2 separate regions of the Sus scrofa genome follow, and region 1 is linked to region 2. Evidence: chromatin contacts called from public promoter capture Hi-C data. All regions are on one chromosome and are shown on one strand. Each heading gives the region's core, a stretch centred on a gene start, on an enhancer-like site or on the middle of the called end of the contact. The rest is flanking DNA. Distances are from core to core; before and after follow the strand shown.

Region 1 (5,446 bases), core at 1,169-3,668, 110 kb after region 2:
AAGGATCCGACGTTGCTGTGGCTGTGGTGTAGGCCAGTGGCTACAGCTCTGATTTGACATCTAGCCTGGGAATTTTCATATGCCACAGGTGTGGCCCTAAAAAGCCAAAATAAATAAATAAATAATGTTAATTACTACCCCTCAATTCTGAAAATTTTTATTCTTAAGAAAGGGTAAAAAATTGGGGTAGACAATCTCAGAAGTATGTGGAATGATAACAGTGGAGGGAAAACTGATCTGGGCCTAATCATAACAATTTTTAATCTTCATTCACATAAATTACCAAGAGTCTACACATCTTTCTTTGCTCAAGAAGAAACAGAACTGTTTAAGTTTTGGTAATTTACAGAATATATGGCTTATTAGCATTCTAGCCAGGGTCATTAAATAAAGTTATAAAATTACCCAGAATCCTAGTGATGTAAATACTTTCTGAAATTACCCCTTCTTATTTTAAGACTCTCTTAAACTTATAAAATTTAACCGCAATCGAACTACCCCTTTGTTGGGTGCATTTGCTCATTTTGGACTACTTTTCCAAATTCATACAGTTGAACTCTTGATTAGAAACTCCATAAACCACACCTGTCTCTCTGCATCTGTGTTTAGCTGATCGGTGATTTTTATCACCAGATAAATCCAGGAGTAAGTTTAAAAGAGCACATCCCCCCACCCCACCCCGTGCTTTTTTTTTTTTTTTAAAACAAATGCAAACATGGAGACGCATGATGCCACAGAACCAGGAGTCCACGCGTCACCATTGAGTGTCTTCAGAGGGCTCCACTGAGGGTTAGTCAGTCCGTCATGGAGCCAAGCTGTGGGTCATGGCCCAGCTCCCCACCAGCATCCTGACCAGAGTAGAGGCAGTTTTCCTCCTTCACATATAGCTACTATCTTAACACTTTCCAGCCCATTGGGTTCATCCAGACCAGCCAGGAACCAAGGGTCTGAGAGAGTGGTGACCCTGGTGTGCCAAGAATGATACTCCAAGAAAGAAACTGTTCAGAATCAAACTTGGGTTGAGGTGGAGTGAATAAAAATTTAAATAAACCAACAGGGAGTTCCCATCGTGGCTCAGCCATTACAAACCCGACTAGTATCCATGAGGATCCCTGGCCTTGCTCAGTGGGTTAAGGATGTGGCATTGCCGTGAGCTGTGGTGTAGGTTGCAGACTCGATATGCTGTGGTTGGGGCCCTAAAAAAAAAAAAAAAGAAAAGAAAATTTAAGTTACCTAAAAAATCCTAGTGGCTTATTTTCTGTTCTAAGATGAAGTCTATCTGAATTTCTGAAATTCAGGATTATTTGACCTGGCATCTAAATCCATAGTGGTTTTGACTGATCGTTCCTCTAAAACATTTTGCTAAAATTTTTATCAGCTCTAAATAATGCCGTGTCAGAGATGGACCTTTTCGTTTATTTTTTTAATCTAAGGAAAATTACTTTTGAAGCAAAAAGAAAAATAATAAAGGATTTAAAGAATTTTTAGAGTTAGAAAATGTTTTCATGGGGAAAAAAAATGTAATTGTAATGTATACATGTAAGGATAGCTTGATCCCCTTGCTGTACAGTGGGAAAAGAAAAAAAAAAAAAAGAAAATATTTTCAAAATCAGACCAAGATTTTCAAACCATCAGCCATCTTCCTTCCTTCCAAACTCTTCTCTTTCTACCCCTTGGTGGCTGTTAAATAGATCTTCCTGTATTGTATGCTCGTCCCTCTTTTTTCTCAGTCCTGACTTCCATGTGTCTTAATGCCATGTGTGATTTCTGGCACCATGGAAACCTGTCTTAATGACATGGAAAGACTGGCTGTTTCAAAAAGCAAACAGAGCCAACTACCCATGCCTCCTAGAGTCCTGCCAGGCCAAAGGTCTGCTCTCCACTGGGTCAGCTGCCTTGGCGGCAGGGGTACCTGCACCACGGGTTTAGTCACGACTAATATCTTATTAGTAAAAGGACACTTGGCTGCCAAGACAGTAGTCCTTCAAAATGTTGGCAGGCAAGGAAATTCCATGTTTTCAAGGACATTTGAAAGCTGTTGTATTTCAAAGGATAGTCGATCAGTTCATAGTTGAGGCTGACCTAATCAATGATTATCCTAATGCCCATATAGCCCTATTTCAATATTAAGATGTGAAAGGGTTTAATTGTATGTAGCCAACTCTGTGGACTTGGTTTTCTGCTATCTGCAGTCACCTCGCTGGGCTTGCTGGTGTGAGGTGCCCCTGTAAAAAAGTCCTCAGGGAATGTCCTACTGGTCTCATTTCCTTTTGTTTTCTTAGCAAAAACAGAAGATAGAGAAAACAGACAGGAAAAAGAACCCAAACCAAACTGTCATTCCATGCAGAAGATTGCTGTTCATCTTCCTTTGAAGTCAAAGGGTAGTGTAAAGTTTTGATTTGCAACCAAATCTGAGATTATCCATTAACCACTCTCGCAGGCCTCCTACTCCCTTGCAAATGTACATCTGATTTTTAAAGGGGTCAGGCTCTTTTCTTTGTGTTTACCTTTATAAATGTAGGCTTTAAGTCAAATGGTCTTTTAGAGTTAGAGAGTAGCTTTTCGGATGGTGAAAGGATGTATTCTTAGAAATTACTCTAACCTGCATGCAGATAAAAGGCACCCAACTGAAACTGCTCATCTCAAGAGTGAGCCTCAAGCGAGAGCTGTGAGCCCTGTATGCAGGTGGGAAGCTGCAGAGGTCCTCCTAAGTGCCAGAACCCCATTTGGGGGTGTACCATGGAATCATAAATGATACAGGTCCCCTATCCCCAGCAAGAGTTTATTCTCTTAGAGACAAAAGGGGTGCCCGTGACCACCTGTGATCCACCCTCTTCAGCTTGGTGGTGTGGATCTCAAGAGAAGGGCAGAGCGTCAGGGAATCAAATGCTCACAGACAAGGACAGATGAGGACTCTGCCTGGAATCTCCCAAAGGGCACAGTAATTGCAACAACCTGGATGATAAATAGTGGTATTAGGGCTCTTCCCCTTGGTTTCTGCAAAGGCAGTTGTCGTTCTCTTGGTCCCATAGCCTGCAGTGCTCTTTTGGGCCTGGTTTGACCCTGCTCTCCTGGTATTGCTAAAATACTGCCTTTGTTAGCACTTGATACTTGAGTCATTCAGCTGTTACTGCAAGTCCAGTGTCAGAAATAAAGCTAGTTACCTCTGCTTTATGTTTCCTATGGTTTTTCTCCTTTCTTAACTACTCTTTCCCAAAGACATATAGTTTAACTTGTATGTACCAAAGTTTTATCATATTTTTATGTAAACGATTACATGCATATTACATAAAAGGCATTAAACAGAAACCACCCATCCCCTTAAAAAGGTCAAGGGAGGACAGTGAGGCTGGTGGCCGTCAGTCATGGCAGAGCCAGATAACACAATCTTAGAAAACAGTACGGTTTTTTCTTTTCTTTTCTTTCTTTCTTTTTTCTTTCTTTCTGTCTTTTTTTGTTTTTTGTTTTTTTAGAGCTGCACTGGTGGCATATGGAGGTTTCCAGGCCAGGGGTCTAATCGGAACTACAGCTCTGGCCTACACCACAGCCACAGCAACATAGGATCTGAGCCGCATTTGCAACCTACACCACAGCTCACGGCAACGCCAGATCCTTTAACCCACTGAGAGAGGCCAGGGATTGAACCCGTGTCCTCATGGACACTAGCAGGGTTTGTTAATCGCCGAGCCACGACAGGAACTCCAACAGTACCGTTTTCTAAGGTAATAATGGGACTTCTGTACCAGTGGCCTCCTTGTTTTGCAGATGCCTACATCACTGGATTTCAGGGGCTTTTGTAAGTAAAGGGGCTTGGGATTCCCGTCTGTTGGGCCATCTTCTATTGTGAAACCATCTGTCGAAGAGAAGCTTGAGTTTCTAGTGTACTCACATCAGCTGTGCTGGAGCTGGTCTTGTCCTGTGGCTGCCCGTGGAGCTCTCCTCATGGCTGACTCAGCCAGAGGACGTGGCCTAGGTCCTCAGTGGAAGAGAATACTTGTGTCTCAGTGTCTGGCCCTGCAGCTCCTCGGTGGGGAAGAGGTGCAGGGGGGAGAAGCTGGGGCTGAGGCCAGTCCAGCGAGGCGGTCACTTTCTCAGGCTGCCACCTCTGACCTCTCAAAAGCGGATCTGCCTCAGGGCTCTGGTGAGGGGAGAACTTCCCCGTTCAGTTGGCTGGTCAGCAGCATGCCATCCACAGAGAGCTGTCTCAGCACTTATTAAAGTGGAGGTAGTTAGGAGGAAAGGGAGTTAACCATGAACTTGCTTGTCTCTTTTCCTTCTTTTTCACTCATGGATAAAGAAGGGGCAGATATTGTGGGATCGAAGTTCTTGGTTATCTCTGGATAACAAAACAATAAATAGGGTGTCACACAATCCAGAAGTGACTTCTTTGGTTAGCGAGAGTTGTTGTTTGAATGAGGCAGAAGTTTCAAGCTGTCAGTCAGCAGAGTCTGGCAATCCCTGAGAGGTGTGCAGCCCTGGAGTAAATAGATGTTTGAGAATAGAAATGAAAGACTAATTCCTACATATCTGGATAAAGTTTATTTATTTATTTATTTATTTTTAGGGCCACACCTGCGGCATATGGACGTTCCCAGGCTAGGGGTCCAGTTGGAGCTGCAGCTGCCAGCCTGCACTACAGCCACAGCAACGCAGGATCCGAGCCTTGTCTGCGACTTATGCCGCAACTCATGGCAATGCTGGATCCTTAACCCACTGATCGAGGCCAGGGATCAAACATGCATCCTCAGGAAAATGGGTCAGGTTCTTAACCCGCTGAGCCACAATGGGAACTCCTGGATAAAGTTTACTTTAAACATTTACTGGACAAGATGTTATCCCCTGTGTAGATAGTTTCTTCTGATGGAGCTTTGTCTTGGTTTAAATAAGTTAGATTAAATATGGAAACATCTTTTCAACATGCATGTGACTCTGTTGGAAATAGCAGTTTCACCCAATATTCATGCCTTCTGCTAAACTGAAATGTGTGCCAGGCTCCAGAGGATGAGGTATGGGCAGGGATTTGTGAACTAGTTGGTAGCAATCATGGGAGGCCCAGGCTGCACGTAGAGCACACCAGCTCTCCTGAGTACCACTCCCTCCATGAGGAAGGGTCTCTCAGGCCCAGGGATGCAGCACCCCCAGATTCTGTTCTCTAGTCCCCCAGATACCCTCACTTCCTGACAAACAAAACCAAAAACCCCCACGACGTTTTTATTTTGCAAATTTTGGATGAGGGTGGGGAAATAGCTATTAGAAGCTTGAAGTTCACGCTTCATTTAAACAACCATGACAAGAGTAACAAAATTCAATGAAATAATGCTTCTCATAGCTGAAGAACTAAGTTTCCACTTAAGCATAATTTGAATTTACCAAATTTGCTTTATTTCAAAAGACTGAAAACATTTTACCTTATTACTTCTTTTAAGGATTACGAACTAGAGCAGGG
Region 2 (4,753 bases), core at 900-3,399:
GTTAAGGATCCAGTGTTGCCATGAGCTGTGGTGTATGTTGCAGACTCGGCTCGGATTCGGTGTTGCTGTGGCTCTGGTGTAGGCCGGCAGCTCCAGCTCCGATTGGACCCCTAGCCTGGGAAACTCCATAGGCCGCAGGTGCAGCCCTAAAAACAAAAAGACCAAATAGACATGTTTTTGAACACTGATAACCTGGGAAGTTGTTTATGATATGATGGGTTAAATGAAAAAATTCAGGATACAAAATTATGCTCAGCTGTATATGTGTTTGCTATGGCTGCCATAACAAAATATCACAGGCTAGGTGGCTCGAATAGTAGAAATTTATTTCTCACAGTTCTGGAGGCTGGAAGTCCAACAACAAGATGCCAGCAGGTTGGTTTGGTTTCTTCTGAGGCCTCTCTCCTTGGCTTGCAGATGGCTGCCTTCCTCTTTTGCCCTCACCCAGCCTTTCCCTGGTCTCTCTCTCTCTGTGTCCTAACCTCCTCCTGTAAGGACACCAGTCAGATTGGATGAGGGCCCACTCTGATGGCCTCATTCTAACTTAATTACCTTGGTCCTCTCTCCAAATACAGTCACATTCTAAGGTACCAGGGCTCAGGGCTTCAACACAGGTTTTTATTGGGGGAAGGTACACAATTCAGTCAACAACACTGTGATTCTGTTTTATTTAAAAAAATAAACCTTTTTTTTTTGGAAAAAAAAAAAAAGACTGGGAGGAAACATGGTAGATGTGTGGCTTTGTGAGCAATCAGGAAGATTTTTTTTTTTTTTTTTTTTTTTTTTTTTTTTTGTCTTTTTGCCTTTTCTAGGGTCACTCCTGGGGCCTATGGAAGTTTCCAGGCTAGGGGTCTAATCGGAGCTGGAGCTGCTGGCCTACACCAGAACCACAGTGACGCGGGATCCGAGCTGAATCTGCGACCTACACCACAGCTCACGGCAACGCCGGATCCTTAACCAGCTGAGCAAGGCCAGGGATCGAACCCATGTCCTCATGGATGCTAGTCAGGTTCGTTAACCACTGAGCCATGACGAGAACTCCGTATAAGACTGTTCTTTAGTTTACCATTCTAACCCCATCCCTTAGATATATTATTCTTGAGCTTTGCTCCCTGTTCCTCAAGCAAACTGCTTTCCCTTAGCTTGTGCTATTCTCGCTACCTAGAATGCTCTTCCCCTATCTTTGTCCACTGAAGTTCCCTGTATGATTCAGCACTCAGCTCAAAAGCTATTTGCTGCAGAAGCTCTTCTTTACTGTTTTGAAGGAATACATGTTCCTTTCTCAGAACTTCTTCCTACCAGTGTTTTGAATGGGCAGAGACAAATATGATCACTCACACTCATTTGTGTACTCCGTCATAAAGTATGGTAACTAGCATATTTTGACTTTGAAGTGAAGAATCCGAGTAACTGAGAAAGAATTGTACTCAACACCGCATAACTAGTTACTCTTCTTTCTTTTACATATGTTTTTGCTCCATGCTTCAGGGAGACAGAGGAGTTGAATACAGGTGTTAGCTTTTGTTTAAAGTGCAAACAATTGTGCTGCAGTTTAATGTTTTCTAGCTGTCTGTCAAAAACGTGTGTTATTTGAAGAACTTGGTATTTGTTACTGGAAGACCAGTCTGTCTTTCAAAATGAGCCCGTTCAACATGCCAAATATTCACGGCAAATCATATACGAATCCAGGAGAAATTAGATAAGGCCTCCGATCTTTCCGACTTCTTTTTAAGTAAGCAGGTGGCATGACGTATCTTATATATTATGATTAGTAATAAGAGGTTAATGCCAAGAAACAAAACAAAAAGAAAACAAAGAGACGATGTTTGGTCGTGAGGCTGTCAGTGAGCTGAGGCTAAAGAAGTTCGGTAGTGTGGTCCCCATGACCCACCCAACCTGCACCTAGGAGGAGACGCGCCCCTTCCGTTAACACTTTGTGGCGGCGTGACCTAGACATCTGTGACCCCCTCTAGGAGGAGGACCTCTCGCAGGCGCGCGCGCAGATTCAGCCACCCGCAGGCACCTGGTCCGCGCGCGGTGGGCGGGGGGTGGGCCCCCTGCGCTCTCAGGAAGCCCAATCATCTGGAGATTCCGGGGCAGGTCCCGCCGCCGGCCACGCCCCCAGGCGGCGGGGCGGGGGGCGTCTTTAAGAGCCGGCGGCCGGGCTGCCTGTTCAGTCCGGGTGCGGGGCGGTAGCCTGGGAGGCCTGAGTTTAATCCCTGCGCCGCCCGCCCACCGGGGGCTCCACTGCCCTTGCCTCGGCCTCACTAGCCCGCCAGCCCAAGTCGGCGGCTCCTCCGCGAGTTCGCCGGGAACTCGTGCCCCTCGCTTTCCCCGGCGCCCAAGGGGGCCGCTTCGGGCCATGGTGCGCTCCCAGGAGGAGCCCGCCGCTGCGCGGGGAACGAGCGAGGCGCAGCCGGCCGGCCCCGCGCCCCTGGGGGCCGCTCCGTTGCCTGGCTCGGGACCCTTGGACGGCCCGGAGGCAGTGGCGGCGGAGAAGGTGGAGGTAGAGCTGGTGGGGCCGGCGGGCGCCGAGCCCCCTGAACCCCCTGAGGGCGGCTGGGGCTGGGTGGTGATGCTGGCAGCCATGTGGTGCAACGGGTCGGTGTTCGGTTTCCAGAACGCCTGCGGGGTGCTCTTCGTGTCTATGCTGAAGACCTTCGGGTCCAAGGACGATGACAAGATGGTCTTCAAGACAGGTGAGGCACAGCGCCGGCCGCAGCCAGCCCCGGGGTGGGGGCGAGCGCGGGGACCCCTGCGCATCCCGCGTATTCCGCGTGCTGAGTGAGCGTCAGCACCGCCGTGTGCGCCTCGGTGGGTCCCTGGGTGCTGAGGGTGTGGGAGGTGGGTCTGTCTAATAGCAAAAGCAGCCTGCAGCTCCAGGGGCCTCAGTGCGCCGGTCTTTGTATTGAATCCAGATGGAGGGAAAATATTTGGAAACAAGTCGCAAAACTTACTTGCCTAGATCTTCCTGCTTTCCTCGCTGCAGAATAGGGGTTAAGAGTCTGCGGTAGACTTTAATTTTTGAAAACAAAGGTACACTTCCAAACCCTATTACACCGCTCCGTCATTTTCACGGTCTCCTTCGTGACCGTGACAGTTGGGTTTTTGTTCATTTGACCCCGGCACTACGGAGGGCTGTGAGTGTTGGGGGGAGGCAGGGTTGGCGAGATGAATTAGGTATTCCAAGGTCACTGGAATTCCGAAGGGAGCCCAGAAGGAACCACGGTTTCTTGGTGGCTTTTTTTGGAGGGAGGTAGAGGTTGGGGGAAGGGGGGGTGTCACTTTGCTAAATATAGAAACCATGGGAGGCAGCCAGATCCGGGACTGGGAAGAGGAAGGTGAAGGGTTGTCATATACCAAGCTAGATGAAAAAGGTACAGACTCAACATTTTTTTCCTTGTAGGGGGTTACTATTTGACCTACCAAGTCCAAGACCTTCTGTGTAACTCATTCATTATTTCACTTCACCCTGCAAGGCAGGCGTTGTCAACCCCATTTAGGTGAGAAAAGCAAAGCTTAGTGTAATATAGTGTCTTAGTGAGGCCAGAATGGAGATAAAACACACATCTTGAGACTTAAAAGGGCTACATGATTTCCATTACTATATCAGGCTTCCCTCCCTGCCATTTGTGGATCTTTATATGGTTAATAGTCTTTTTTTTTAAATTTTCAATTATTTTTAGAGTAAATTTTCCTTAAGTCTTTGGTGTGCATAGAAAAATTGATGCAAGACTGTTAGATTCTAAGGGAGAGGTATATTGGGAGTTTTAAAGCCTTATATATTGAGTAATATACTGTATGTATCATTATGCAGCTTGTTTTCTTCTACAAGTGTTTTTCTTCTACATGGTGTTTGTGATCTATCCCTGTAATATCTCAGTTTGAGCTGGTAGCTTAAATTTACATTTTAACTTGTAGTTTTCCATTGCATGGATATATTATAATTTATGCATTCTTCCTTTAATAAGCATTCCAAATTTTGCTATAGCTAATGCTGCCATGCATATTCTTGTACATTGTCTCCTTGGCATGTGAATCAGGTACGATATTTAATCTGGAATTTTTGTTCTCCCCCCCTTTTTTTTTTTTTTTTTCCTTTAGGGCTGCACCTATGGCATATGGAAGTTCCCAGGCTAGGAATTGAATCGGAGCTTCACCTGCTGGCCTTCGCCACAACCACAGCAATGTGGGATCCGAGCCGGGTCTGCAACCTACAGCACAGCTCATGGCAACACCGGATCGTTCACTCACTGATCGAGGGCAGGGATCGAACCCGCATCCTCAGGGATACTAATCGGGTTCGTAACCTGATAAGCCATGACAGGAACTCCAAGAATTTCTGTTCCTTAAATAGCTTTGAAGCTGTCGTGTTATGCAGGTCACAGGGCTAGGTACAGAAGTACTCAAAATGTAGTATCATGTACTTGCCTAGGTAACAACCGTTGTAAAGTTTAGCTGGATAGATTTGCATATGCAGTAGTAAACAAAAATAATTTTGTGTCTTTATGAGTAGTATCTGGGAGGGAAAAGCTCAAGGAGGCAGAATTCACAGAGTCAACATTTTAAGACTAGTTCCTTCAGCATTTAGCATACTCTTGCCTTGGAATACAGACTTTTAATGCAGTCAAAACACCAAGACAAAACAATCTTTTTTGTTTGTTTGTTTTTCGCTTTTTAGGGCCGAACTCGCGGCACGTGGAGGTTCCCAGGCTAGGGGTCCAGTTGCAGCTACAGCTGCTGGCCTACACCA

What was found. Promoter capture Hi-C pulls out the DNA fragments that hold promoters and counts their contacts.
Region 1: a contact with region 2 is called in a promoter capture Hi-C map of liver, with 5 times the contacts expected there. The contact joins the enhancer-like site here to the promoter of SLC16A10 in region 2. A contact is called at or near these places in 2 of 5 promoter capture datasets (fetal liver and liver), 7 of 47 Hi-C or Micro-C datasets (embryonic fibroblasts, fetal liver, heart right ventricle and 3 more) and 2 of 2 datasets of contacts at active chromatin or transcription factors (alveolar macrophages and skeletal muscle).

The regions. Positions count from the first base shown.
Region 1 is chr1:77,105,308-77,110,753 of Sscrofa11.1, forward strand. The region is part of intron 3 of SLC16A10 (monocarboxylate transporter 10); the gene reads left to right. LOC110260579 (a long non-coding RNA gene) reads right to left here. Exons shown (of 3, transcript XR_002343826.1): 2 at 3,890-4,475; 3 at 340-1,196. Among named protein-coding and RNA genes, the nearest start is that of MFSD4B, 51 kb to the right of the region's middle. Within about 2 kb of position 2,419, at least 8 of the 83 cell types and tissues checked have an H3K27ac peak or open chromatin away from gene starts, as enhancers often do. A contact at or near this core is called in alveolar macrophages, fetal liver and liver, where this site is marked.
Region 2 is chr1:76,996,210-77,000,962 of Sscrofa11.1, forward strand. It overlaps SLC16A10 (monocarboxylate transporter 10), which reads left to right and starts at 2,150. Exons shown (of 6, transcript XM_021091212.1): 1 at 2,150-2,699. The coding sequence starts at 2,363.